Linked DNA regions of Mus musculus: regions 2, 3 and 4 are each linked to region 1. The links are chromatin contacts, called in public Hi-C and HiChIP or PLAC-seq maps. All regions are on one chromosome and are shown on one strand. The core of a region is the stretch at or near the end of the contact, and the rest is flanking DNA. Distances in the headings are between cores, read along the strand shown. Region 1 holds the start of 1700029M03Rik (RIKEN cDNA 1700029M03 gene). Region 2 overlaps Atp1b1 (ATPase, Na+/K+ transporting, beta 1 polypeptide). Region 3 overlaps Nme7 (NME/NM23 family member 7). Region 4 overlaps Sell (selectin, lymphocyte).

Region 1 (7,557 bases), core at 2,241-4,740:
TCCCTCTTTACCTTTATAAACCACCATTTTCCTATGGGCCATGTCTGTTGCTTCTCTATCCAGATGTAGTCCTTTGCCCCTCTAGGATAAATACTCCTGCTTTCTTAACCTTGTTCTCTTCCCCTTCTCCCTCATCCTCTATCTCCTGTCTTTGTCTCTTATTCACTGCCCTCTGTCTCTCTGGGGCAAATAAATCTCATTTGTGCCAAGAACTTGGTCTTGGGGTCCTGAGCCAATACTTTTCCCAACAGCTATTAATGGCAATATTTATTCAACTTAAAAAGATAGTAGAATGCTTATAAATGTCTATCTTTGGAAATGGCAGGGTGGAAGGAAGTTCTGAGACATGGTACCTGGTTATCTATAACTTTGTTCCACTGATTATTACTACAAATATTAATTGAGACCTACAGCAGGAACAAAATGGCTACATACTTAAATAAAACAAATAAACCCTTTCCTATGTGAGCAAGCATTGTGGTGGGAAGGAAACAGAACAGGCAACAAGGAAACAAGCCTGTATATAGAATATGCTGGATGCCACAAAGTAGTTACATATTAGGGAGAAAATATGAAGAATATGAAAGAACACAATATTGGGGCAGGAATAAGTGAGAATTTAGATTGGCTATCTTGGAAAGTAAGCATCAGCTGCAGAGATGGCGTGGCGGTTAAGAGCACTGACTGGTTTTGGTTTTTTGGTTTTTTGTTCTGTTTTTTTTTTTTTTTTTTTTTTCAGAAACAATTCCCAGAACCCACATGGCAGCTCACAACTAATTCCACTTATGGGAGATCTGACTCCATCTTCTGGCTTCTGTGGGTACTTCAGAAATGTACATAGATATGCACTCAGCCACACACAGATGCACAGGCATGTATAAAGAGAAGAAGCCTCATGGAGAATCCGGCTTTTCAGGGACAAACAACTGAAGAGATAGCAGCACTGTCCAAATAGACAGGCAGGGGGAGGGCAATCCAGGAAGATGAAGGAAAGAGCAAGCACTAGGAGCCGCTAGCAGGAGGCACCCCACACACTGAGCAGGAGGCACCCCACACACTGAGCAGGAGGCACCCTGCACACTGAAAGCCGAAATGGCTTGTCTGCGAAATCAGAGAGTGGTAGAAGATAAATCCAGAGAGGTGGCACAGAGCAAAACTTTTCTGGGCCTTAGAGACTGAGGAAGAAATCAGATCATGGGAAAAATGGGAAGATCTGACCTAGGTTTCAACAGGTCACTCTGGCTGCTATACAGCTCATGAGTTGCAGGGAAACCAATCTAAACCCAGGAGACCACAGAGGAGGCACTGCAGTGATCCATGGGGGAGCTGACTGTGGACTGAACCAGAGTGGTACCAGGGGTTTGTGAGAAAGGGTCAAGAGTTCTCTTTTAAACATGAAACTTAGACAGTTTGTGGGGAAACTGGGGGGCACGGTGACATAGATGAGGAGAACAAAGGACGCTGCCCAAGCTATGTTTGAAGCCCCCGGAACAGTATTGCTGCTAGCTGAGGTAGACAGGGACATGTTGGAGTTTCTCTCTGCAGAGGTGTTAGGAACACAGTTTAGGACATGTTAAGTTTGAGATGATTAGTAGACACCCAAATGGGAATTTCAAGTAGCTCTCTATAGATCAGGAGACCAGGGGAAATGTCTGGGTTAGAAACGATCATTTCATAGTCTTCAGAATATGCACAGCATATAAAGCCATTATATTGGGCAAAACACACAAGCAATGAGAATTGATAAAAAAAAAAGAGAGAGAGAGAGAGAGAATCCCAAAGAGAGAGCTCAGGATTCTCTAAGTCCTTGGGTTAGAAGATGAAGAGGACATGGTGAGGGAAAGGAGATGTAATCAGGAGTGAGGGGGAAACCAGCCTGGTGTGGTGTCCTGGAGACTGAGATAGGAGAATGCAGGACTGGGGCGAGTAACTATGTCAAATGATGGTGGATGTCAGAAAACAGGGATGTGAAAGTGACAGCTGACTTAAGCAAGGTGGAGATCATAAATGACACAAGGGAGAGGTCACACTAGATTACGGGGAGCAGAAAACTTAGTGAAGGGGGTCCAGAGAGGCCCGGGAGACTTAGTGACAGCATAGACAACCCTTTAGAGGGAAAATGCTAGACCACACTCATCTTGTAAGTGCCATGGCAGAGACTTAAGAGATAAAGGGCTGCAGTTGAAGGCGAAAGTGGGGTCAAGAGGGAGAGCTGTGTTTTGATTTTTGGGTCTGGTCCAATAAGAAGCTTAACATCAACCACACCCACTGATTATCTTTCCAATGATCTGAACTCATGGATGCACATCCCTGAGAAAACTGTTCTGTGTTCCTGATCCTTAATGCTTCCGATCACATTATTTCTACATAACTATTCATACAATCTGGTTCACAGTCGATCTTTTTCTTTGTATAAACAATGGAAATAAATAATAGATAATATCTTGGGAGCATTCATAATAGTTACTGCCTCTTTAGTTAAAGAATGACTCCATTTGGGGTGCCTCACAAAAACGCAGTAATGAGAATCTTCCACTCATATTTTAACAATCAGAGAAATCATTGTTGATTTCAAAACTGAAAGGAAGTTCACCTCTGGGCCCACACTGAGTCTTCTCTACCCATCTTCTGCTGCTACCGTTTGGTATCTGGCTTGGTCCCGAACATTCATGCAAAGTTCCAATGTCAGTGTAACTGACTTCTCAAAGTCACACACGCAGCATGCTTCTCCTAACGGGAGGGATGTTAATTTCTAGGCGACTCTACAGTCCTAGCTGCCCTCATCTGCCCTCACTTTCCCCAGCGTTAGCACCGTTGCTTGCTCACAGTGTTGCCTTAACCATTTCCTCCACGTCTTCAAAGTTGTGGTTTCCTGCCCCTTTGCAACACAGACATAATAAACCACTCTTCAATTATTTTTTACTACTTCTTCTGCCTTTGTCCCAAGTCGAAAGAAGTCAAAACTCTGCCAAGTTTCTGTTACTGAGTTTGTCTCCCAAGTCAGGGGCCCTGCCTTCTCCGCAGGTCTCATTGTTAGGTCACAAAGCTTTTGAGATTCTCACTGCAGAGCTCTTTATTTCCATCCCAGTGAGTACTGAATAGTTTCTCCTTCATCCTCTTGTCTCATTGTGCCCTTCAATTCCTTTTCTTGATGAGTCTATCTACTCTCCTGTCTGTGATTAAAAAAGAAAAAAACTGTTCATTTTGAACAGAGAGTAAAATGAATAATTTGGAACTACAGTTGCCTCACAAGAGTAGGGTGCTGTCTGATAAAGAAAAATTTCCTCTCTGCCTTTCACTTACAGATACCAGTACATGTGTACACATTTTCACATGCTACACTATAGCAAACATAGCTTCAGATTGCTCATAACAAGTGCTCACCCTGTGTGAGGCAGTCTGATAGCAGCTGGTGTTTATTACCTCACAATTCCTCCACACATCACAACCGAGGATGTGACAGGGGTAAGGCACCTGCCCAAGATTACACAGTTAATAAATGACTGACTGAGGTTTGAACCCAACTCATTTGACTTCAACACTTACAGAATTGACTACTCAGATAAGAGAGAGCCGTCTCTCAGGGAAATATGGAAAAGCAATACTCCACAAACCTCAACGGCAAGAAGAGTTCCTCCAAAGGTGAGATCTTGATGAAAGTGAGCAATGTCAGTATGCAGTTCTTTGAAATCTCACAACTTACCTTAAAATTCATGACAATTTTGTGTCCATTCCATAATATATCCAGATTGCTTTCTATTACAGGGATAGTTAACTCTCCCAAAGGATACAAAAGGCATTTATAAAATGGATGACAAACATTGTAAGGAATATACTTTCCTCCAAATGAATATAAATTCTATGAAAATCTCCAAAGACCTTTGAAAGGAAATGCTCCGCCCCTTTCCTCTACCAGCAATATCTGTTGAAGCAGTATGAAGGGGAGAGGTGAACACTGGATTGTTTTAGCTCTTGTCATTAAAGAAAGCGTGTACATTAAGGCAGCACAGAGAAGGTATTGATTTGTGAGACACAAACAGTCAAACACGTACATCCATTCTCCATCCTAAGCATCCATCTCCTCTAAGACCCCGCTCAGATGCTGAAGGACCAGAGAAGACTAAATCACAAAGCCCAGTTTCCCTTGTTCTCTCATGGAGAGGCTTGCTCTTGCACATGTGGACACACTAAGGATTTTACTCTAGTTTCTCTCTCTCTCTCTCTCTCTCTCTCTCTCTCTCTCTCTCTCTCTCTCTCTCTCTCTCCACATATGTGTGTGTGTGTGTGTGTGTGACATACATGATATATATGATGTATGTGTGTATTTATGTATGTGTATGTGTGTGTGAGAGAGAGTAATCTAGCCCCTGTTGCTTTCCCATTTTATATTTATTTCTTTTAATAGTGAGCCTAAGAGAGAGACTCTAGATTTAAGCTCACATGGTGCTTGGGAGTCCCATTCTTACAGTCCTGAGAGCTGATAGGAAGCTCAAGACACACACACTGCCTCTGCAGCTGACAGGAGCCTCCATCCCCATCCCTCTGCATTTCTCCCAGCTTCTCGGTGCCAGGAATCTCTAGGAGGGCACCCGAACCTTTGGTCAGTCTCCCTCACGCCTCCGCTCTGCTCTCTGCCCTCCCACCCCGACAGTTCCCTAGCCACCTGCCTGGGAATATGCTTACTGCAGAGCCCTTTGGTGCCACAACCCTCCACTCATGTGCTGCCCCCCAAAACCTTGTAATGGAGGATACAGTGGGCATGACTGTGTCCATTTTGTTTATGAAGAGACCTGGATGGAACCAGGATGAAGCGACTTGCCTGAATTAGTCACCCTGGGGCAAATCCGGGCCTCCAACCAGGGCATCCTCACCACCTCACTGATCACCCTCCACAAAAAATCGTGGATCCTATCAGGCTAGCGGTGTGCTTCCATCCGTGTCAAACTGACAACACTAAGAGAGATAGTCAAGCATGGCTCATTAGATACGTGCAGAAGAGCTGCGTGTTGCAGCGTTCTCTGAAATCCTGTAAGATTGAAAACACGGGACCTCATGCAGTTGATGTAATTCCTGACACATTTTATACCACTTCAATTCTGTCAGTTGTCTGAGTATGGATGCACTCCATTACTAGCCATCTGTGAGGCGATCAATACAGCAACACAGAAAGGACAGAGGGTTAGAAGTCTAACCTCCTGGCAAGCTACGCCTGCTACAATGCTGACTTCACCTCGTCAGACTCTGATGTCACCTCTCCAGATGCTGCCGTCCTCACCTACAAGATAAGGAAGACCAACAACATAATCTCAAATGTTCCATGAAGTTCTAAAGTGGCAAGGTCCTGTTTTAGGCATGTGAAATTAGACGGCTAAACATTGTGCTTTCTAAAATCCTCCCTTGTCCTAACATTTCAAAGCTTCATAAACATATTTTCTGAGTCATTTCTCTCTTGGGCTAAACATATGGTCCTTGGTTTTCCAAGAGGTCCTGTGCAGTAAACATAAGCCCTGTGGGTTGCACTGACTTGGGAGAGCATTTCGGTCAGCAACGCCATCTGCCAGCTTCTGTCATCCTCATGTAAAATGTAAAGTGGTGTCCCCTCCGGACAAACTGGAGAAGGGTGCCCTCCCAAGGTCCTGTAAACAGAGAGTGGAAATAGAAACTCTCTGACCGAGTGCCAGCTTCGATTTCTCTCCTCACCTGGATGCAGGTATCAAGCATTTGAGCTGACCTACGACACACAACAGCCCTGGGAAATCAAAAACTAAGAGTTTGTTTCAAGCTAAAGCCAAACTTTCTGAGGAAACTGCTTAAAAGCTGACTCAGGCAGCATACGCTCTCTAAGCTACCTCAGCTAGACAAAGACCATGCTAGGAAGTGAAGGACGTCATGCTTGCAGTACATACCTGCTGCTGACAACCTAAAGGATAATACAGCACCCTCTGCCCCAATCCTAAAACTGTAATCTCTGTGGTCCATGATGCAAACAATGATCTGGCTAATTGACCCCCAGAGGGAATGTTCTCCAGTACAGTAAGTTCACCTTTAAAAGACCATAAACTCCTCCAGAGAGATGGCTGGTTTCTCTTTTCATTTTTATGGTTGCAGAATGGACCACTGCTTGGGACAAATGAGCTATCAAATAGAAAATTATTGATGGAAATTGATTTGATTCAGACACACACCCCCAAGGCTACATATTATGAGCATAAATGACATGGTGAGGCTGGGTTGAATCGAGGAGAGTCACCCCACAGCCCTGGTTCTCAGCCTGCATTTTTCGTTTCTAGACACTGATGGTTTTGTCAGATCTCACCCTACTCTGAGTCTCATCCCCATCACACGAGGCACTTGAAAGGGCTGAACTTTTCTAAGCATTCATTCTGAAGGTCTTCCTGCAGTTTCCACAAAGCCACATGGTTCTCAGCCTGGCAGGGGCACCTGTCAGAACTGTCCCACTACATCCGCCACTCCTCTGGTTGTGGACTTTGGTGACAATTTGTAAGAAAAAGAGCCTGGGTGATGTGCATTCTGGTCAGTGGTTATTTAGTACCATGTCTCTAGTTGGGGATGGGGAGGAGGAAAATGGGGAAATTATATTATTTCTTTACATATCTTTTCCTTTTTTTTAAAAAAAAAAGCAACATTTTTAACTTAAAGAAAAGCATGGAGAATAAACTAAGTGTGCTCTCTACTCAGAATTTAAAAATAATACTGCTGTGTTTGATCCATTCAGTATAAAAGGAATCTAGTAGTCAATTTTCCATCCCTGTAACAAAATGCATGGGAGAGGCTACTTGTGAAGTAGAAATTTTTACTTAGAAATTAGGAAAAGTTCCAGTCTAAGATAATGGGACCTCATGACTTTGGACCTCTAGTCTAAGTCCCCACTAGCCATGGCAAAGAGATGCTGGAGCAAACTGCTCATTATCTCAGGCCAGGAAGCAGAGGAGACTAAGAGGCTAGAGTTCCACTATCCCCTTAAAGACTACACCTCCTGGGACCTAAAGACTTCTCCATAGACTCCTGCCTCTTAAAGGTCCATATTACCTCCAAATATTGCTACTCTTGGCATCATGCCCTTAATATATAGACCTTCAAGGGACCCTATCTATATAATGGTGATAAAAAGAGACCATAACCCTGCATTATGAAGTAAAGTTCTATGTTGTAGTGGTTTGAATATGCTTGGCCCAGGGAGTGGCACTCTTAGGAGGTGTGGCCTTGTTGGAGGATGTATGTCACTGTAGGGGTGGGCTTTAAGGTCCTTCTCCTAGCAGTCCAGAAGGCAGTCTTCTCCCAGCTTCCTCCTCCGGCGCCATGCCTGCCTGGACACTGCAGTGTTCCCTGACTTAATGATAATGAACTGAACTTCTGAACCTATAAGCCAGCCCCAATTAAATGCTATCCTTTATAAGAGACGCCTTTATCATGGTGTCTCTTCACAGCAGTAAAACCCTAAGGCTTGTGTTATCACAGAGAAAATGTCAAACTTCTCCCAGAAATTAAATCACTCTCCTGCTGTGGCCTCAAAGTCACTACAGTAGCCTCTTGGCC
Region 2 (6,954 bases), core at 2,326-4,825, 520 kb before region 1:
AGAAAAAAATAAAATTGTACAACTGCATAAATATAAAATTCTTCCACCATGAAAATGGTCAAAACATTCATAAGGACGCAGCACCAGCGCATGATGCCTCCAGAGAAAGGAAAGAAGGAAAGGAAATGGACGAATAAGCAAACTACCCAGCCCATCACTAGCCACAGTGACAGGCAGATCCCAGTCTCAGACACAGCTGCAGAACACACTGGAGGACACGGGGAGAGATGGCGAGACAGCATTCAGCACGGAGCACAACACAACCCATCACCTTGATTTTTCTGTACTGTCACTTAAAATTTAAAGGGCAGTTCCCCCATGACAGCCCACCCCCCAGCCCCAGGAAATAAAGAAAAAAAAAAAATAATAATAAAGACCTGATACCACAGGAAGAGACTATGGAGTGTGTTAAAAATGCTCATCGATGGGCCGTTACCTTTGAAATTTCAGAGCCAAGAAAATAAGAAAGAAAGGAAAAAGTACCATGCCAGTTTTATTCCCGTTGAGTATTTACACCTTGGACAGCAAACCTTGCTCACGTAAAGTAGAAAACAGATATGATAAAACATGGCTTGAAAAATGACCAGAGTGCGCACCTATAGTACTGTACACTAAATAAAATAGACAAGGCGGCAATACTTAGGGGCCAGAACACTGCTCACTACAAGTCAGTTACGGAATCTAATTTACAGTAAAAATGGGCACGTCCCAAGGCTCAATTTTTATTTTTCTTTTGTCATTTACAGTAGAATAAATATTTTGTTGCTATTGCTACACTTTAAATTTACATTCTAACCTATTAAATGCAGAAGCTAGTGTAAAGCATAGAGATTAAGTGTAGGTCCCATACGTATGACAGTTTGTTCAAGACTAGTAGGTTTGTGTATCTTTTTTTAACTTATTAAATGGCTAGTGGGAAAGATTTGTGCTTGTGATCAGCTCTTAATTTCAATTTTTACATCAAAGCGTCCCTGAAAACGGTCTTTCTCACTGTACCCAATGTTCTCACCATACGCCTTACACTCGACGCGGATTTCAGTGTCCACGGTGAGGTTGGTGAACTGCACGGCCAGCAGGGGCTGCAGGTACTTGGGCTGCAGGAGTTTGCCGTAGTAGGGATAATACTGCAGAGGGAAGCCGTAGTATCCGCCCATCCCAAAGTACTCTATGTTCCCGACTTTATCCTTATCTTCATCTCTCTGGAAACCAAAAGGACATGAAATTTAATTTTAAGGGCATACACGCATCATGGGTCTCGTCTTGCTCTAACGAACGAGACTCTCAACCCCATCAGAGGCTGCAGTGGCGTGCCTACCTCAAACCTCTCAGAAGCTAAGCCTATCAAGCAGTGGGTGGCGTGGATTGGTGACACCACAGGATAAAGGTCGGTTCTGGCCGAAAGCAGCCAAGAAGCATTCACGAAAGGGGGCTCTGCAAATGGAGACACTGAGGCAGAGACCAAGTAAGTGATTCTCTAAGCTGGCTCAGCCTCGCAGGAAGGCCAACAGTGAGAGGAACCCCTGGCTTTTGGACAGTGTTCAGCGACATTCTCTCCGAAGACTTACATATGTGTCCTTTATTTCTTACATCCATCTCTTGGCTTGGTACTGTAGCACTCATTTTTAGCATTCATTAAGAGTGAAAAAAGAAAGTTGGCCTCAGAATTTAACACATGCCGTGGGCTAGCTCACCTCTGCGGGTCCATAAACCCACATTCTATTACATTAAATTCAGATATTTAGATACCTGTGTTTCTTGTGCCAGTAAACAAACTTGGTTTTATTAGTTACAGTTCTGTCCCTTTTAGCTTGTATAGTTACGATTCATCTTGGGAGCCTAACACCCAAAAGTAGTTCCTTGCATTAAAACTGTCCCTTTAACTGTGAGGAGTCTCACCCACTCCTCTTGCCCCGCCCCACTTCCCCTCCCGCCCTCAGTAGCCCCGAAAGCGTTCTCACCTTGCCAGTGCACTGAACAGGCAGGACATTTGGATTATACTTCATCATCAGTGGGTAAGTCTCCAAGGATTCATTCTTGGGAGGCTAAAAGTAAAACCCACACTGGTCAGCAAAAGATACTTTTTTTTCTGAAAACTAAAACTCAGCTGTAGTCCAAAGAAATGGACATGTTGACAGTAAGCTGCTGAAATAATAAGACACGTCAGGAAGGCAAATGCGTGATCCACCTTGTCAATCTGAGACAACTTAGATCTGTTTGAAGTGAGCACTACAAACGAGCTGTGGCACAGCCTACTACTGTAGCTAACACAGCGCCAGCCTACTGTAAACCTGACTAGGGACAATGAGAAGCTAACTGGGTGCCTGCTAAGATGGCAGTCACCACATGGAGTGTCCAGTGCACCTCTAGTGCAAGAGCTGGACTTGTATACTGAGGCAAGGGTAAATATGTCGGGCTTTTCCTCAACAATGCTGTCTTCAAACAGGCTTTCACCCTCCGCTAAGACTGGGGGCAGTCTGAAAACAACAGTTACAGCCAAATGCACAGCCTTCCTCCTCCATCCCTGGCCCATCTAGCTCCAAAGGCTGATGAATATGGATTGCTGGAGAGCAGCCATTTGCTTACTCAGGTTAGCCCTGCATCTGAGCCTTGACCTAAGATATGGAGTGTAGATTTGACTCTTTTAGGGGGCTTTCTGCTACCAATACATCTACCTTGAAAACTTGGAATAGAAAACACTTATTGATCAAAGAGGTGGTCAGAATCTGTCCTCCGAAGACAGGAACCAGGCACACCAATGGGAATGATGAGTCACAGCACTCCAACAACAACAACAAAACAACCCGATCCCACTGACAAGCTAGCAGGGGATTTGGGTAGGAGGGACAAATAAGAAGCAGCAATGTATTAACTGGGGACCAAAATATTGAAGGAGTCAATGTCCGTCACAGAACAGGACATTCAGATGTAGAAGACAGAACTCACACAGTGGGCCAGGCTGTGGCTCTGTGACACAGGTGCCACTGAAAGTGATGAGCGGTATTAAAAGCAAATGACCGGGAGAGCAGAAACTGGCTTCGGGCTTCCTTCATAAACCACAGCAGTTCCTCCTTTTGCTAGATTACCCTAGCCATGTGAGTCAAGTACAAGCGTGGGGTAGTAGTCCTAACCACAGTACTTCCCATTGCATGCTTGTCTCTGTGGGAAGATTAAATATCTGTTGAAAGGTACACTAACATTCGCAAGAGATCCTTCAAGACAAGCAGCCAGCCAGCCAGCCACTGACAACTTGTTCCTGTCTCTGGTTGCATAAAGGAGCTTTGATGCATCTTTAAGGTAATATTCCTGCTGGTGTTGGTGGCACACATCTTTAATCCCAGCACTCAAGCAGGTGGATCTCTGTGAGTTCAAGGCCACCCTAGTCTGAAGAGTTCCAGGACAGCCAGGGCTGCCTACATAGATTCCGTAGCTCACAAAAAGAAAAAGAAAATCCACGTTTTGATTTGATTTCCTTTGGGGTAGCAAATATCACGGAAACAAACTGACATGCAAGAGAAACTGAGCAGTGTTCATGTCAGCCTTAGGGGACCCTGGAGACCAAAGCCACGCCTATGGAAGGATGGCATTGCTTCATTCATGGTCTGAGAAATAACCGTTCAGAAAAGATGAGACAACACCAGTTCTTTTCTGTAAAGAATTTCTTACAAAATGGTTAACAGTGACAACCTGCTGATCAAGTAATGGTCACTTGTTAGAAACTGTGTGGTTATCAAAGGGCAGAGACCGTGGTAGGTTCTAGGTTTAGTAATGAAATCATCACTCGGGGAAAAAACTTCTTTCTGATCAACAGACAGCATTTCTGAAATATCCTTGCTGCTCCTTTAAGGACCCAAGCCAAAAGCAGCACACAACCAGGAAACCCTCACGTGGGCAAAGAACTCTCTTATCTGGACACGAAGCAGTGAGCACACCACAGTCACATCACTGGGGAGACGGGGTCAGGAGGATGGGGAGCATAATAAGGCTAGCCTTGGCTCAAAGTGTCTGAGGCTAAGCCTGGTGTTACAGTCCTAACGGACTGCACTTCACAAGTCCCAGGGAGCATATTCTGAAACATCAGCTAGGCCCCCAAATGTGAGACTGTAAAATAGCGCTTGCCTTCGGTTTGAAGCCCAACACTCGGTTGAGCTTGATAATGATGCAGGGCTTCCCCTCTCTGTAGCCGTAAGAGTCATCATTGAGACCGGAGCAGTTCCCCAGCCAGTCAAGCTTGAACCTGCACACCTTCCTCTCTCCTCGTTCGTGATTGATGTCGCCCCGTTCCTTGGGTTCACTGGGAACATCTGAAAGCACAAACACATTCATAGCGTGCACCAACCGTTCGGCTCTGCACCGTGAAGAAAGAAAAGAACTTCTTGTTCCTTATCATTTCCCACTGGAGACAGGGCTACGTGAGGCCTGCGCTAGACAAGGACTTCCCACAAGCTGTCTGCTCTCTTCAAAAGATAAAGACGTATTAGCAGAGGCAGTCACTGGTGCGTGACCCCAAAGCCAACCTGCTCACCAGCTGTGCTTCATGAACAGCAGCGACTGAGGCTTGGCTGGTCTTTCTCTTCTTCTAAGGCAGTGATTCTTAGCTTTCCTAATGTGCTGTGACCCTATCACATAGTTCCTCATGTTGTGGTGACCCCCAACCATAGCATTATTTTCACTGCTACTTTATAACTGTAATTTTGCTGTTATGGATCATAATGTAAATATCTGTTTCCCAATGGTCTTAGGCCACTCCTGGGGAAAGAGACGTTCCACCCCAAGGGGCCCAGACCCTCAGGTTTAGAGCCACTGCTCTAATGGATCGCCTAGCTACTTAGGGCTGAAGGAAAGCAGACCATAACTTCAGCACCAGCAGCAGCAGCACTTTCACAGACCCACACAGCGATGCTCAGAAACAGGGACATTACAACAAGGACATGAATTTAAAAGGTTGTCAATACTTTCGAGCTGGAAGGTTTGGGTCAGAATTTTCTGGAGCTACGCCTCCAGTCGGAGGGGAAATGGTCAAAGAGAAGACGGAAGTCATCAGTTTTGTCTTTGGAAGCTGTACATTCTCCTCTCATGACAAGCACTGATTCAACTGGGAAATGTTCTTCACACTTCACGTAAAAAGCCAGAGAAAAGTGAAATGAACATAGAATTTTAAGTCAGGCTGTAGAAAAGCAATGCATATTCTCTGTTGTATATTTGATATATATTATGTGTACTGGCTAGTTTTGTGTCAACTTGACACAGGCTGGAGTTATCACAGAGAAAGGAGCTTCAGTTGGGAAAATGCCTCCATGAGATCCAACTGTAAGGCATTTTCTCAATTAGTGATCAAGGGGGGAGGGCCCCTTGTGCGTGGTGCCATCCCTGGGCTGGTAGGCTTGGGTTCTATAAGAGAGAAGGATGAGCAAGCCAGGGGAAGCAAGCCAGTAAGAACATCCCCCCATGGCTTCTGCATCAGCTCCTGCTCCCTGACCTGCTTGAGTTCCAGTCCTGACTTCCTTTGGTGATGAACAGCAATGTGGAAACGTAAGCTGAATAAACCCTTTCCTCCCCAACTTGCTTCTCGGTCATGATGTTTTGTGCAGGAATAGAAACCCTGACTAAGATATTATGTATGGCTATTCTTGTCATAATGGCTATTTCATTAACTCATTTCTCCTTCATGATTTCTCCTTGCTTATCATGCGTCCCTTTCTCATCGTCGTGAAGTAAGGTGAAAACCTTGTGTAAATTCTAACGAGAATTCCGTGACATTGCCTTTAAACTACTAAAGCAACGGAGCCAAACGACAACCCGTCCTTCTCAATAGTGGGACCACGTGCACCCATCCATCCCTGAGCCAGTCACTTACTGCCACAGTCCTCGAAAATCATGTCGTCCTTCTGGGCTGAATCCTTGTACTTTTCCAGGAACCTGATGATGTTTAGCACGTAGGCCTCGTAGCTCTTGGGGTCATTAGGACGGAAGGAGATCTCAGTCTTCTGGATCTGGGGAATCTGTGTCAATCCTACGCCAGGGAAGAGTCAGAAAGGCGGTCATTATTAGTAGGAAGGCGACCGGGAGGCGCCAAACGCAGGCGTTCCCCGCACAAACACGCTTCCCTCGCCACTCATTCCCACTTGGCTCACGGGATGGATTAAATCCCCACTCCCCTGGTGAATTCAATCCGATGGCATTTAGATTAGGTATCGAACTGTATCGATAGTGATGTAATATCGAATGTCATCCAGTTTCCTTGGCAACACGTCACAGTAGCATTAACCTGTTTTATGAACGAGAATGTCACTTGCAGTGAAAGGCACAGTGTTCTGTCCGAGGGGGCCAGAGAAAGCAGTAGAACCAGAATCCCAACCCAGCTGTGCAGTCCTCCAAGGCCTGTGGCTCTCTAGTGCCCTCCGATGCAATCACATTTAAAGCTGCGTTGCTAGCAGCCGCTGTACAGGTGGTTTCCCGTCAGTAATAGCACGGAAGTGTGGAGCCGACACCTGCCCCATGTTCCATGTCAATGAGTTAGTTAAAATCTCAGTCTCTCTAACCTCAACACTGCCCCACAGAGACAATCCTTTGGCTCGTGTAACCTAGGATAGATTCTTTCAGCTTCTAAGGAGGTGTGGGGGATGTCAAGATATATATGCAGTTGCCAGTACAGATGTCTGAGCATGTCAGCTCTGTCAGAGTGACATTCAAGACACATGATGTGGGTTTGCCGTCTCTGCTGTGTCTCTCCCGTCCAGAAGCCCCTGCCCTCGTAGTGTTTTCTACATGGGTTCCTGGTCTACACTACACAATAGCACCAGATCCAGGGCAGTGCGTTGGAAAGGCGATTACAATGGCATTCCATCCCAGAACTGACAGGTAAAGAGACCCAATTACATTCCAGTTCCAAATAAACATGAGACAACTCTAAGTAGGAATACACACTCTTGTGCAACAGACTTCTAGGTAACCAGC
Region 3 (7,070 bases), core at 1,943-4,442, 590 kb before region 1:
GTAGACTTGGCAGTGGCTTAGAAATGAAGAATTTATAAGAGGCATTAAGGGCTTTGATCCATAGGGTTTGTTTGTTTGTTTGTTTTGTTTTGTTTTGTTTTTTGGAGTATGAAAGATGTGCAGATGTACAGGCTAGCAGGATGCAGAGCTGGCTCTCGGCTCACACAGAGTTACTTCCGGTGACTACTATCCTTTAGCATTTTGTATAAACATTAAGGCCTCCCATCGTTTCCCATGTCGTCTGTCAATGAGGAGGCTTGTCAGTCAGTAAGCCTGTTCTTTACATGTTCTGCTCCTTTCTCATAAGAACCTGTTGTAACTACACATCAGAATTTACGCACTTTCATCTTCCACAGGGCATGTACCATTCCTTCGTCTTCTGATAGCAGACAGTGCTTTCTTATTTTCCCATTTTACAATCATTTCTTAATAAACTAAATAATAAAATGTCATATGTGGCAGGTCCCTGGATCCCACCTCCCTAGGGCCTGCCCCAGCTCCTCGCTGGGAGAGGGAAGGGAGGAAGTAGGCTGCAGAACAGAGCACCATGTGGGAAGGAGGGAGGTCTGTGTTCCTCATTGTGCGGCTACACAGGCACTGGTGCTCAGGGCTAGGAGAAGATCGGAAACCAGGCAGTGCCCAGATAAACATGTCTGCTGCAAGGTCTTTGAGGTCAATTTTCCTTCAGTCTTGTGTCATGTGCACCTTAGGTGTCATCAGCTCTAAAATGGTTGAAGATATTCCCTCTACTAGATGATCAGCCCATTAACAGACTAGCCTGGGAAGCTAGCGAGGGAGATGGGACTCTTTTGTTGGAGACCTATGTAACCATTGGCGTTAATCCTCTTCTAGAAGGTTCTTCGTATACCTAGAACTGAAATGCTGAACAACTGACTAGTCAAGCACATATGTCAGATGGCTTCTCAGTGTCTGAGTGGTGACCCTTGAATCTTAAAACACAGTAAAATGTGAGAGAAGGGACTTACTGGAGTTTCTTTTACAAATGTTTACCAGAACAAAAATAATTGAGTGTCCTGGGGATCCAGCTCAGTCAGCAAAGTCTTTCTGTTTCTGAGGACCTGAGCTGGGACCCCCAGCACCCACATTAAAATACAAAACAACAACCAAAATTCAGAATGGCAGAGCGTTCATCTCTAACCCCAGTGTTGGGGTAAGGGACAGACAAAGACAGGAATTCCCCAAGTTTGCTGGCTAGTCTTAGCCAATTTGAGTTTCCAGATTCAATAAGAGACCCTGTCTCAAAAAATGAGATGAAAGGGCTAAGGAGATGGCTTAGTGGTTAGGGGCACTTGTCTTTACAGAGGCCCTGGGTTTGATTCCCAGCATCCACATGGTGGCTCACAACTGTCTGCAACTCTAGTTCTAAGGGATCCAGTGACCTCTTCTGCCCTTCACAGGCACCAGGTATGCATGTGGTACACAGATGTATGCACTTGCAGTCAAAATACTGAGTAGGACAAATTCCCAGGGGAAATGGCGGTATTGCCCACTGTGAAGTTTTCAGTTTAGTTTTTTTTCAAACCGAGTGTTCACAGAGACAGCTCAGACACCTCCAATGCATGTCTCAGCCCTACTCTAGAGCTACTGAACAAGCTCAGAAGATACTAACCTGGCTGAGAAGTCCAAGGTTAAGGCCTGTGAACAGGCATAGTCCACAAGCTCAAGTGCTTGTAGGGCTCATCAAAGTTGGAAGAGCACTGTCTATCAGTAGTGGCGTCATCGTCCTACCTCCAGCTCCAGGATTCTTCTTCTATGTTTGCTTGGTTTGTTTGTTTTAATTGATTTGTGTGTGTGTGTGTGTGTGTGTGAATCTTATCTCTCTGCCCCTTCTTATTCACTCTTCACCCTTGCAAGCCCCACCCCTAAAAGATAATAGAAACAAAACAACAATGACGACAAAATTAAAGTGTAGAAAACATCTCATCATCAAAGCTGTAGCATGTCCCACAGTATTTCCCTCTGTCCACACATCTTCACTTGGAAATGTTCGCTGCAATGAGTCATTGGTCTGGTCCGAGGCCTCTGGCTTCTGCCACACCATTGGTACTGGATCCGGGACTCGTCCCAGTTATCCTGTTGTTGCCCTCCTATGTCATGGCAAGTCTTCTGCTTTGGAATTGCAGGACTGGCCCTCTCGTGCTCTCCAACAGTTCACAGATGGTGTAGAATTTAGGGTGGGCCAACTCAGACCCCTGGATCTGGGCCTAGAAGTATATTAGAGAGCTGAGCAAGCTCTCCAGCACTGCCCCAGCTAGCCCACCCAATGCTGCCGCCAGCAGGGTTAAGGTCAGCTCTCCTGCTCTCCTGCTCTTTGTGAGGGACCACAAAAGAGCAGGAGAGCAGGATAAAAGTTTCACTCTGCCCAGTCAAGGTACCAGAACCACTCTCTCAGTTGATGCACTTGTGGCCCCTAGTGAATTGTTTCTTGATTGTCTTAGGGTTTTATTGCTGTGAAGAGACACCATGACCATGGCAACTCTTACAAATGAAAACTTTTCATTGGAGCTGGCTTGCGGTACAGAGGTTTAGTCTTTTATCATCATGGCGGGGAAACATGGTGGCACAGATATAGACATGGTGACAGAGAGGTAGTCAAGAGTTCTACATCTAGATCTGCAGTGCAGCAGGAAGAGACAGTGAGCCACTAGGCTGGCTTCAGCTTTTGAAACCTCAAAGCCCACCTCCCAGTGATACACTTCCTCCAACAAGGTCACACCTCCAATAATGCCCCTCCCTATGAGTCTGTGGGGGCCATTTTCCTTGAAACTACCACATTGATATTCAGAGGTTTGTGTAGTTCCTCCCATATTGACTTTTGGACTTGACTGTGACTTTCTTTAGCACTTACCTTCCTAAGGCACGCTGCAGTCACAGGCTTGCTGAGCACACGTGCATTGGACTTTGTCTTTGAGTGCTCTAGTTAGAAACCAGTGGTGTGACTAAGAAGCTCTGATGAACACTACCTGGAGTCTTGCCCTCAAGACAAGCTATAGCTTTCAGAAGTGTCAATCTAATTCTACGATTTGCTGACAAGCCCCAGAAATGCAGATCTCAAGCTGCTCATCCAAACAATGCCATGTATAACGAAAGTCTCGCCTCTAGCACCGGGAGCTGACTTCATTCACTGAGAATGACTCTGAGCCTGAGGTCTGTGGCTAGACCAGTCTCTGGAGCCAAGTGCCTATTGTAGGCTTCACTGATGGAGAGGTGAAGAACTCGGGGAACCTCCGGGTGTGAGTGGGGGTGTGTGTGTGCTTGTTATCTGCATCACAGTCCTCCACGATGATTAATGCCCAGGAGTTTGTGCAGCCCTCAGTCCTGTGGCTGCATTCCTCACATTATGATACTTGGGAGCAACCCCCTGCCTCACAGTCACCTCAGGGGCTACAAATTGGTAGACTCAGAAGGGTGGGGCAGTCAGTCCAACCCTGGGACTGAAAAGCTAACTGTGACCAGCAGAGGCCGCTGCTAAGCAACTAGCAAAGTGAAGGCCTTTGGGGATGTCAGACAGTCACCAGCACAGTTCAGCACAGAGCAGCAGAAAGCACAGGAAGACACTGTGCACTCCTTTCTGGTCTTTCCGTTGTACTTTTAGGAACATTTTACTTAATTTTACTATTTTAATATTTACTATATTTTATACCGTCTTCTATCCATCTTTTTTAGTCATCTCCATAATCTCCATGCCCTTGTCTAATTTTGTTTTTTCTTTATTGAGCAATCTTCTATCAGCCTTTTTTTTTTTTTTTTGTCTCCTTATCTACCTTTAGTAGTTTTTTGACTGTATCTTTCCGATTTTGTTATTGTTTTTGTTTTTTTGAGTCAGGGTTTCTCTGTGTAGTCCTGGCTGTTCTGGAACTCACTCTGTAGACCAGGCTAGCTTCGAACTCAGAAATCTGCCTGCCTCTGCCTCACAAGTGCTGGGATTAAAGGCGTGTGCCACCACTGCCCGGCTCTTTCCAATTTTTAAAAAGGCTTGTATATGTTTTTGGTTTATTCCCTTCTTATACTTATCTGTTAGTTATGCATTTTCCCATGAAATCTTTTTGTTTTCCTCTGCTCCAGTCTCTTGCCTTTTGCTCTTGCCTTCTTTACATTCTTCTCCATTCCTTTTCTTTAGCTTGTCTTTTCTTCTTGTTCTTTCCCGTCTTCATTTACCTTATGTATCAATAAAAAATAACAATGAGTAGGTGGTAAAGCATACAGGAGTGAGCCTTCCACAGCCAAGCAGTCACCTCCGAAGGGGGGAGGCTAACTGTTGGAGACCTGTAACAAGAGCTCCGGCTTGGGATGTCGCTGGTAGTTAGCTCCAAAACTATTTATTAAACTTCACATGGATGCCATACCCTGTACCATAGGTTTATTTTTATTAACAACTCATATATGGAAATTAAGTAAAGCATAAAATGTATGGTGCACACACACACAAGTATGCTTGTGAATGGGTTGAACATTTTAGAAGAACATGGGAGAAATGAACACAGCAATGAATGCCTTTATTAAGAACTGAAATTCTAAAGTAGGGGAAAATTTACTTTCATGATATACAACTTTATTTTCATTTTATGTGTTTCATCATTTTCAAATTAAAGAATAAAGAGTAGGAGAAATTAAGACAAAACTAATTGCACATTTATGATTTCCCTTGGTTGGGTAGGTTGAGTTGTGGACATAGAAAGGCTGTGACTTTTTTGTGGTTCTTTTTTGTGACTCTCAAGAATCTGAGGTCACAGGCCTGCACCAATCTATCCCATAAGACCTTGCTTTTCTGTTAAGTTTCCAGGTCACGCTCACACTACTGAAAGCTGGCACCATACTTTGAGGAGCCTCAGCATCAAAGCTGTCTCATTATCAGCATGCTGGGGACTAGGGGGAAAGTGGTCTGTACCAGTGAACATAATACACACTGCACAGGAGAGGGCAAGAATTTAATTTTAGAACACACTGCACAGGCGAGGGCAAGAATTATTTGATTTATAGCCAAGGATGTGTCTATTTTGAAGCCTGTTGTATACGTGGCAATGTAGTCTTCCTGAAGCTATGCCAGAGCCATTCGAACCAGCAGAAGAAGCAATGTTCTTGAAATATTGTGTCTAGATTTGCAGGTCTCCTTAGCTGTGACTTTGGGTAGCTAAAATAGACAAAACTGTGTAGTCCTTTAAAAAGTATAAGCAAAGCCAGATAGCCTTGAGAAGCTTCTAAAATGTGTTTCTTGAAAAGGTGACAAACAACAGAACTAATTTTAGATCAGGGAAAATATTTATTTTGTCCATATATGGACAAATGTTTACATGGCTTAGAGTTAGCTTTTCAGTCTTTTTGTGGTGTTTGGCTCTAAAAGAAACAAATTTCTACCGGTGTTTTTTTCACATATGTAGCATCCTTGTGATTGCACGCCATCTTTAACTGGGAGTTGCTCTTCTTCCAGTCCCAAAGGAGTTCACCTCTCAGATGAGGAGGAACCTCCCCTGCAGGGAGCTGGGGGTCCCTGTGGTGCAGAGCCTGCTTTGTAGGTTTCTGGTTTTCCCTGGTCTCGTACATTGTTTTCTATTCTTCTTAATCTTTTCAGTCTTAAGCCTGTTATCTTATTGCAACCAGGCTAGGCTAGCTATTCCTTATGTCCTTTGCTATGTTAAACCTATTCTGTCTTCACGGTAAGGATTCGTGTTTGATTGCTCTTCCCTGGGAGTCCTAGCTGCTGTCTGCCTGTTCTGTCCATGCTTTGTTGGTATGGAGTCTACCCTTACTGTTTTCTACGCCCACAGTTACAGTTGGATCGGTTTTAATGAGTGGGCACTACATTCTGGGTAGATCTGTAAAGCTCTTATTGGTTCCTCCTTCCATTGCCTTGCAGTGAGTTCTGAGTAATCCTTATTAGACAGTTGGTAAGGGAAATGCTCATTTTAGATCTAGATATGTGCTGTAAGTGGAGGGTCACTAATGATATTGGTTAAATCAGGTCTGTTTTGTAAACCTACTTGCTTAACAACTAAGTTGAATTTTATGGTTGGGTAATGGATCAATATGAGGCCCTAAGTGCCTTTCTTAGTTCTTAATTTAATAGTTAAACTGAACCTAAACTATTGTATGTTACTAAATTAATGCAATTATACTAAATTTTTAAATTATTTTTGGAATAGTAGCATAAACCAGAACAAGCCAGCTGTATTTTAGATCCTAAGTGTTCTCTCACTACTCATATGTTAATGACATACTTCATGGTGACCTTGGAAGGTGAGACCTGGTAAGGGGTTTTAGATCATCAAGGGTGTGTCCCTGAGGTGGACAAGAGGACAGAGCCCTTCTTTTCTCTTGCTTCCTGACCATGTAGTGAATGCTTTGCTCTGCCTGGCATGTCTGCTGTGCTAGGTAGTCTAATCACAGACCTAAAAGCAACATATCATGGAATGAAACATGCCAAACTGAGAGCCAAAACAATTTTTTTTCAGTTGACTTTTTAGCTATCTGTTGAGTGGTAAGGGCAGCTGGCCGAGATAGAACCACACCAATCTGTGGACTTCTGAAACATTTCCCAGTGAAAGTTCCCATTGACGTAGAATTGCTTCATAATTTCTCTATAGAGAAGACAAATATTTCCACACAGTTTTATACACAGGGTTATTTGTTATGTATGTTTGCTTGGATTAGCATTAAATTTCTTCTGTTGAATATAGCAATTCTTGTGATTTCTTTTGTGCTTTATTGCAAGTAAATCTTAAGTGCTCATAATCTGCACCTTTGGTTTATGTGTTTTTAAAAACACACTATTATTTTTTAGTTATCATGTCTTTTATTTTACTAGATATAAATTTTAAAGGCAATAAAATGTCTCTAATGTGGTTTAAATTAATATTAGTATTTAGCATATTATCTACATATCCATTTTGTTAGTTTAAATACTCTTGGCTGTATCAAGATTAAATGTTCCTTAACAAATCCTAAATGAATAAAATATAAATATTTTTGTAGAGATTTTTTACTATTTTCCCATCTCTTATAGTTTCTTTTATAAAGATTCTATGTGTATCTTTGTCTTGATGACCTAATCA
Region 4 (7,929 bases), core at 1,138-3,637, 890 kb before region 1:
TCTCAACTCTCCTATTGCTTTAAAGTGTAAACCCATTGACATATTTATGTATGACCCATGTCTTCTATTCTGTCACAAGTTTATTTCCCCGTTAATCTTTTAACAATGCGTCCTCTAAGCTCACTAGTGACTCCCTAACTCCCAACAAGTGAACCGTTCTCTAGTACCCCAAGCTGATGTCTCCCCAATCTGTCTGTGCATGGGAAGGACCGCAGCTTCCTCATGTGTATACACCGTGCATCAGAGTACATGAAAAAAAAAGTGACAAAATAATTGTTTGTTAAGTTAGCATATGAACTAGCAGCTACCAGTGTCTGCCCAATGTAAACCGTCTTCACAGAAAATAGAAGCGATAGGCCCTGAAGAAGCTGTCAAAGAAGATCGCTGGGTGTTTGGAGTAGAGTGGGGGCAGGGAGCAGGAAGGTGGTAACGAGGACATTACAGCAAGGCTGTATGCCAGGTTCATCAAATACATTTCCTTTCCAACCGACTTAGTTTTCATTTCCTCATCTTCAGCAAACCAACAGTTGCCAATATGTAAAAGTAGATTCCTTCACCTGGAGGTATCAGAAGATAGATTTTTTTTTTCAAATTAGTACTTTTCAATAAGAGACTGTAAGCCAACCCAGTTTGTATATCCAAAGGGTAGAAATGGCCTTTTAGTTGGTTTGAGTGGAAATGAAGGGCAGGGGTCCAACTGCATTGCTATATATCATTGCAGACCCTGGGCATATAAGCAATAAGATTTTTGTGTATCTCATTCAATGTAAGTAGTAGAAGCAGCTTCCTTTGATCAACAAGTTACCCAGCTCAGATCGCTGACTTCATTTTCCTTACAGTTTAGTAAGCTTTCTAGTTCTTCTCTGTGCTCAGATATCAACCTTTAAACAAGACCAGGAACGAAACACCATGATGACTACTTCTTGTTTGAGTTTTGAGATACATCCCCAGGACCTCCATGAGTCACAGATCTGAGAACTGTGGTCCCATAGGCAGAAGGCTAGAGGCCAGTCCAGCTGTATGCATACCGTGGGCCTTCCCGTGTTATTCCCCTCATCTGTTACATATGTTACTGTTGGGGGACATCAGAAGACCAAAATGATGACTATCATGAGCTTGAGTAAGAGAATAATTCTGTGGCTCATGCCATATGCCTTACTGATTCCTCTTTCAGAGACAAACAGAAGTTTCTCAAAGATCAAAGAAGGTGACTACAACCCCCTCTTCATTCCTGTAGCCGTCATGGTCACCGCATTCTCGGGGCTGGCATTTCTCATTTGGCTGGCAAGGCGGTTAAAAAAAGGTAGGTATGTTCAATAACATCAAAGTAGAACAGTGTTCAAGTGGAAGAGAGAGAGAGAGAGAGAGAGAGAGAGAGAGAGAGAGAGAGACCCACACAGGAAATAAACTTATTTAGTTGAAGCAGGTGCCAAGTGACTTCTGTGCTTTGTAGGCATAAGTCCCTAGAGAGATTGGGCCTTATATACACCTCCATTTAAAAAATCCAGACAATGTATCATGGTTGGCAGACCTTTTCATGATACGTTGCTATGAGGAACTTGGCTAGATGAGACACTGTAACAACTCTTTGGTCCTATTTCTGTATGAAGGGGAATGCATTGCCACTGTCTTCTGGGAGCCTGCACAACTTTGATCTTAGCACTACAATAGCATTAGGAAGAGAGTCTATGATTGTCTAAGATTTTTGAACATCTCTTTAAGAGTCATATAACTTTCCGGGTGTTGACATGTGGTTGCCCTTGGGAGAAATCCTTGTGGATTCTCTCTAGAATCTATTCACTGAGGTCACCACTGTAATCTAGTATACCATATATATGTATGTGTAAACATATACATATTTAAACATATGTGTGTTTATATTTGTATGCATACATATGTAGTGTACACACATATACGTATATAGTGTACTAGGTTACAGTGGAGGATATATACACATCCTAATGATATGCATACACACACAGACACATATACAGAGAGAGAGAGAGAGAAATACACATACATATATCCAATATCCAATAAGGCAGAAACCTGAAGAAAAAAGGGAAAGGGAAAGGAGAGCGTCCTCAAAATCTTATTCTCTATCATCCAGGAAGTATATAAACTCTGCACGAGGACAGAACATTCTTCTTTTGCCCCCTTCCTCCCTCCTGAGTATGCCTTTGCCTTCAGGTCGGACCAACGCACCAGCCACAGGCCCACAGTCTGCTGCAGTTTTGAGGTGTGCACTGCCACATTTGTCCACGTTTATCTAGCAGATCTACTCAAAACTGTAAGATTCACATACCCCGGCAGCTTTAAAGATTCCCCCGTATTAAGGTCAGGTACTATGAGTAACCTTTGTGACTCCTTTGTGCTGCTTCCTGTGGTAGAAGCTGACGGCCACTTAGATTTCCCTTCCACCAGACTCACCAGTGCACGTTGTGTCACCCAGCTCACCCACACTGGCAACTGAAAGAAAATCGTCTACCCGTCTCTGACAATCTTCCCACCATGATTTGATCTCCTGTCCAAATTTAAAAATAGGAGGTGATAGACTCATTTTCCACCAATCCATAAGATAATAGAGGATGCGCTATGTAGGAACAGCACTAACTATAACGTGTCAGTACTGAACAGTTCAAACTTTTCCTCTATTGATGGAAATTCCACGGACCTTGGATACCGCCATCACACAGGATACTAAGTATCGCCTACGGCACCAGAACAAAGCTGAGATTGACACTTTTCTTCCTCTTACTGAGACTTCAAAACCTCACTCCAACTGTCTTGCTGCCTTGGGTGGGGCAAAGAGGTCATCACACATGCTCCCTGAGTAAGGTGGCCATTAGCTCAGTGACTTCAAGGAGTAATGAGGACGACAAGGACTCCCAAATTTCATCTTTTTCAGAGGCAGTTGTAACCACAAAGGAATTTAGTCAAAGTCACCCGTATTTGGTGGGTGCTAGCTGGTTAAGGCTACCTTATGAGTGGGGAGGAGAAAAGCTGTAGGTTGTTTTTAAAGTCTTAACTTTGGAGTCAGTCATTTCTGTAGACGATCTCAAACTGATAACAAGAAAACGGCATGCCCCTGCTGTGGGAATCTGAGTAGGGCAAACAGGAAACAGATAACGGGTACTTGGGCTAGTGGCAGTTATGCCACCAAAGAGAGTAGCGGTTCCCAGAGATCACTAACTCTGGAGGGAAAACTCGGTGTAACTATGCTGTGTCCAATGGTCTTCAATCATGAAACAGCCACTCATCTCTCAAGCTTGCAAGGGAATGGCTTTGTCTTCCAAACATTTTAGCCATAAATTGACTCTTTACAACATGAATCATGTCCCTTTTTTTCTATAGAGACACTGATCTAGGTCCCTGAGATAACCCTATAGGTGTTCAATAGATATGTTGATAAGAATCATAGTGAAAATAATAATTCTATATCCATACATATTACGTACATGTTATAGTTTTATTGGGTTCATCAGACTGGAAAGGGGACATGTGACAATTCAGAGTATGAAGGCCAATGGGGTGACAAAGCATTCTTCTCTCAGGTGGATGCTATGACCTGGTGCAAGGGCTGCCTATGCCCTAATGGTCTTGGCTTCTGGATTCCCTTTAACTCTTCTCCTGGGTCCACAAACAAGGACCCTGGCCATGTGCTCTGGTAGAAACACTTGGTACTCCTAGCTTTTCTCATTCTCCAAGGCAATGGCATTTTTTTTAGGCCAAGCTCTAAAATCTCTTTAAGCAGGAGCTCAAGGCAGAAATGGCTCTTTCCTCTGAAATAGCACCCCTAAAAAGCACTTGCTTTCAGGGTTACAAGGCAATGCTGTTCCTCAGGCGGAAGAAATTTCCACCTGACCCAACACACTGGTTTAGTACAGAACATGAACTTGAATGCATTCTCTCTTAGTTCTCTTTTCTTCAGAAAGACACTTCCTCAGTAGGACAAGACACTCTCTCAGTAGGACAAGAAATTCCCTTAGTAGGACAAGAAAATCCCACAGTAGGATTCTGGGTCTTGTTTACCTATTGTCATTACTTTCATTGTTCCTTGCCATATACATATGGCAAGAAATCTCAGAAAAGGTAGTGTGTGTGTGTAGACGTATATATACACATATATTTATTTGTGAAGATGTACAAATGGACTCAAACTTGATTATTCTACCTAATCTGTATATTTGGTCCATATCATCTACAAGCAAAATTTTGAAAGACTAGCTTTTATAGAACTTTAAAATATCAAAGACACAATTGAGTACTGTCTATTATGTGCCAAGCAATGGCCTAAACATTTTAAATACCGTTTTTTTTAACCCAACAATGAATTTAACATCTATGTGGGACAATTCTAGACTAGCAGTTTACAGCCACTGAAAAACACCAAAGCCACCCCTCTCTCAAAGGATTCTCCTTTCTCAGAAAGCTTTCTTTCTGTTTCTTTTTCTTCTGTTTCCTACAGACCTCATTTCTTCACACCACTAGTTAAGCAATATTTAAATAAGAATGTGTTTTGGTTCACAAAATGTACTTTGTATAGTCAACTAAAATTACCCAAAGAGTAAGTTAGAGGAGAGTCCCAACTGAATAAGCACAACTAAGCTGGAGCTGAGGTTTTTGTTTGGACACAGAAATGTGGGTTCCAGAGTTCTATGCATTTGGTGGAAGTGGTTTTCACACCTAGTTCCATGTGGCCTGTTCAAAGGGGAAACAGAAGTATTTATGACATATGAATTGTATATAAGATTCCATATGATGTATGAAAATATGCCGCTCAAATTGGATTGCATGATCCTCACTGATTCCTACTAATAAGACCAGAGCCAAACTCTCAGGACTCACATAAGAGAAGCTGAGAGACATTGAAGTCCTTTAGGGAGGGGCTGGTAAGAGGATGAGCTGTGCCTGGGACACTGGGTCAGACCAGTAGGGAGTTCAGCCAAGGCTCTGGCTTTATGAGCATCACAGCAGGTGGAGTGGAGTCCCCAGAAGCAGGCTCATCACACTGTTCTGCTACAGCTCTAAACGGTTACTGGTACCCCAGATCCACTTAGCAACAGATGGGTGTCCACTTACCAAATGCACAATGTATTTCCAAAGACAGTTTTGGAGGTGGGCATACCCTTTACTTTAAAAAAAAATTGAAATTGTTTACTTTTTGATGATACTTTTTTTTTATTCTTTTTTCTACGTTTAGGCAAGAAATCTCAAGAAAGGTAAGTTTTTCAATGAAGAATTTCCACATCTGTTTGTTTCTACTTTCCTTAGGGTGCTTCCTATTATAGATAGAACACAAACCCCGCAGTAGTTATTTACCTGAGCGCCTCATACAAATAGCATTTCCAGATAAGGTAGTTGAGTGCTAGCTGCCATTAAATCTTTGTGACTTTGATGCTAGTGGTCTGAAACAGATGGATGTATAATATGCCTATTAAGAAAGGAGATTTCATATGGTGGGAATGTTTCCTGGTAGTCTCTGAATTTTCCTTGAGGGTTAGAAGCATGCTGTTATGTTTTTTCTTGTCTTAGCTTACAGGACCAACGTCTAACAATTGAGAAACATTCAATTCAACAAGCATTTCCAACAACTAACATATTGTAAAAGGAAACTGTCCAGGTGCAGGCCATCAGTCTTAACACAGAAGGGTAAATGACTACTCTAATGAGTGCTGGCCTTCAGAAATGAGAAAGAGCAGTGGAGCATGGAACCTACCCACCACTTCCCTAAAGAAGTATTTGCCCCAGTTGGTTCTCAACACTGCAGTTCTTCCAGTAGAGTAATAATGTAGATTGTTGAGACAAGATGCAGACACATGGAAGTTCCTGGCCTATCTGGCAGAAATGAAGAAAGGGAGGATGAAAAAGGTGGCCAGAGAGACAGATGGAAGAGGATGAAAAAGAGCTGGGGTGACAAGAGTGGGAACCATCTCAAATGCAGCCAGAGTAGCCATCAGATTTCCAGAGGGTGCATTAAGGGCATCAGTGGGAAGGCTATTTAGATAAAGACAGAGGTCAGCTGGAGTAAGGATGAGGAACCATTTAGGATAATCATCTGGAAGCAGAATGTGTTCTGCTCTCTTGAGAATTTGCCACAAAGAGTGGGAGAGTGGTGGGGTTGAGGACATGGGCTCAGTAGAGTCTTTTTACTCTGTTTCTATTGCTGTAATTGTGTAGATAGGACCCAAGTAAGAAAAGGGTCTCTCTGGGGACTGGCCTCCCTATCTCTGTAGCAGGAAACCCACAGGATGTAAATATTTCTTCTGTGTTCCCACCAGCTGAGTGAAAGTTCTTTTGGCATATCCTACCCAGAGCTGTGTTCTGGCCGCAGAAACACCTGCTTTGATTGCTACTGCACGGAAGTGGTTCACTTCATTTCAAGGATGCGGTGGCCAGCAAGAGATGCTAGTCAAAAATAATTAGCATAAAATTGTCTAATAGATTTAACAGTTTGTTGACTTTTTTGAGTAATTGACAATTACTCAATTAACTTTTGTTTATTGAACGTTTTTTTTTATTAGAACAACACTAAGCTTAACTGAGACACTCAGAGCAATGAGTCCTTGACTCTAACTTCAGGGAAATTCTTATCTAATTGTGGAATGAAGACAGAAATATTTAGAAGTACAGAACAATCTAAGGCAGAAATGGTCATAGTTGATGAATTTTGTACCGATGAGAAGAAAAATCATTGCAAGAAAGGCAGAATCTGGGAGAGAACCTTCAAAAAGTTCAGACTAGGAAGGTAACTCAAACATGGGCATGAGAAGATGCGCAGATTTTCCTAGAGTCCCTGGTCTACTGAGCATCTGGGCAATGAAGGCGATCATCCTCACACCAGCACATGGCTTTAGCTTACCCACCAGGTGTACTAGAACTTGGAAGCTGATTGGCTACCTGGAGTTAATCTCACTGATTAACTAAGGTGATACCACTTCATACATTTTTAGGCTCGAAAGACTGAGGACATCACCTTAAAACTGACTTTGTAGTTAGGTAAATAACTTACCCACAGGCCTTGTGACAGTGATAGTTACAGTAATAAATAGTAGATAAAAACAAACTTTTATCAAATACACATTCCATGTTGCATACTGTTTTAAGTGTTTTGAGTCTTAAATGGTTAGATGTTGTCTGCAATCCTGTATAGATAGGGAGTGTTGTGATCCTTAATAACAGTAAAGAAACAGAAGGGGAAACGACAGTGGCTTAAGGGAAGTCACTGGAAAAAGGGAAAAAGCTGAAACTTGTAACACCAGCATCCAGAGACAGTATCCCTGTTACTCGTATGATTCTAGATCCTTGATTTACTTCTATGTTAGGGGTTTTACTACCAGAGCCCCTCCTCTTCCAGTAAAATGACTTATTTTCACACTAAACCATGGTGTGATGGCACTGAGGAAGGGTGTGGTGGAAGAAATAGGGTGTGTCTCTAGAACAAGCCAAGGGGGGCATGAACTTTTTTTTTTTTCTAACTTAAGTTGATTCTCACAGGTCTTTGTTCTTGTTCCTATTAGTTTTTGGCTGATGAATGACTCCTTGGGCATTTGTGGTTTTGATTCTTGCTGGTTATTTTGACTCTTCTGCAAACTGGTTCTGTTTATCACCTCATTTGGTTTCTGGTTTCTAAATTCTACCTGGGTAAAAGCTACACCCATGATACACAGGATACGATGCCAACCTCAGAGGAGAGGGTATGTGCGAGATTCTGCTTTCAGAAACATTTTTATTTCTACACTGGCAAGCAAGTTTGCAGCTGCCACGGTGGTTTACCCTGACAGTTCAGAACGAGACCAGAGCCTCCGAATCTGGTTCTCCTTTTGAAAGGTGCAAAGGCACAGAAATATGGTTCTCCTCCACCCTTTCCAGGAATGGCACAGTTGTGACATAGAACACAGTGGCACCTATTTCATGAATATAAATTCG

What was found. A called contact is a pair of places that touch in the nucleus more often than the background predicts. HiChIP or PLAC-seq counts read pairs in DNA pulled down with a chosen protein or histone mark.
Region 2: a contact with region 1 is called in an H3K27ac HiChIP or PLAC-seq map of acute myeloid leukemia, with 4 times the contacts expected there. The contact joins the enhancer-like site here to the promoter of 1700029M03Rik in region 1. A contact is called at or near these places in 1 of 15 datasets of contacts at CTCF or cohesin (large pre-B cells), 1 of 484 Hi-C or Micro-C datasets (colorectal tumor organoids), 1 of 115 datasets of contacts at active chromatin or transcription factors (acute myeloid leukemia) and 2 of 9 other capture datasets (adipose tissue and embryonic stem cells).
Region 3: a contact with region 1 is called in an H3K27ac HiChIP or PLAC-seq map of large pre-B cells, with 7 times the contacts expected there. The contact joins the enhancer-like site here to the promoter of 1700029M03Rik in region 1. A contact is called at or near these places in 1 of 15 datasets of contacts at CTCF or cohesin (large pre-B cells) and 6 of 115 datasets of contacts at active chromatin or transcription factors (T-cell acute lymphoblastic leukemia, Th17 cells, acute myeloid leukemia and 2 more).
Region 4: a contact with region 1 is called in a Hi-C map of natural killer cells, with 6 times the contacts expected there. The contact joins the enhancer-like site here to the promoter of 1700029M03Rik in region 1. A contact is called at or near these places in 4 of 484 Hi-C or Micro-C datasets (CD8 T cells, memory CD8 T cells, natural killer cells and 1 more) and 2 of 115 datasets of contacts at active chromatin or transcription factors (memory CD8 T cells and regulatory T cells).

The regions. Positions count from the first base shown.
Region 1 is chr1:164,957,397-164,964,953 of GRCm38.p6, forward strand. It overlaps 1700029M03Rik (RIKEN cDNA 1700029M03 gene), which reads left to right and starts at 3,491. Exons shown (of 2, transcript NR_166148.1): 1 at 3,491-3,642; 2 at 5,104-5,441. It overlaps Gm39692 (a long non-coding RNA gene), which reads right to left and starts at 2,999. Exons shown (of 3, transcript XR_865701.2): 1 at 2,594-2,999.
Region 2 is chr1:164,437,341-164,444,294 of GRCm38.p6, forward strand. It overlaps Atp1b1 (ATPase, Na+/K+ transporting, beta 1 polypeptide), which reads right to left. Exons shown (of 6, transcript NM_009721.6): 3 at 5,855-6,010; 4 at 4,117-4,301; 5 at 1,959-2,042; 6 at 1-1,199. The coding sequence ends at 936. Among named protein-coding and RNA genes, the nearest start is that of Atp1b1, 18 kb to the right of the region's middle. Within about 2 kb of position 3,576, at least 49 of the 459 cell types and tissues checked have an H3K27ac peak or open chromatin away from gene starts, as enhancers often do. A contact at or near this core is called in acute myeloid leukemia, where this site is marked.
Region 3 is chr1:164,363,434-164,370,503 of GRCm38.p6, forward strand. The region is part of intron 9 of Nme7 (NME/NM23 family member 7); the gene reads left to right. Among named protein-coding and RNA genes, the nearest start is that of Gm39690, 52 kb to the right of the region's middle. Within about 2 kb of position 3,193, at least 27 of the 459 cell types and tissues checked have an H3K27ac peak or open chromatin away from gene starts, as enhancers often do.
Region 4 is chr1:164,070,939-164,078,867 of GRCm38.p6, forward strand. Sell (selectin, lymphocyte) reads left to right here. Exons shown (of 9, transcript NM_011346.2): 7 at 1,175-1,303; 8 at 5,204-5,222. Among named protein-coding and RNA genes, the nearest start is that of Gm51665, 12 kb to the left of the region's middle. Within about 2 kb of position 2,388, at least 46 of the 459 cell types and tissues checked have an H3K27ac peak or open chromatin away from gene starts, as enhancers often do. A contact at or near this core is called in CD8 T cells, memory CD8 T cells, natural killer cells and 1 more, where this site is marked.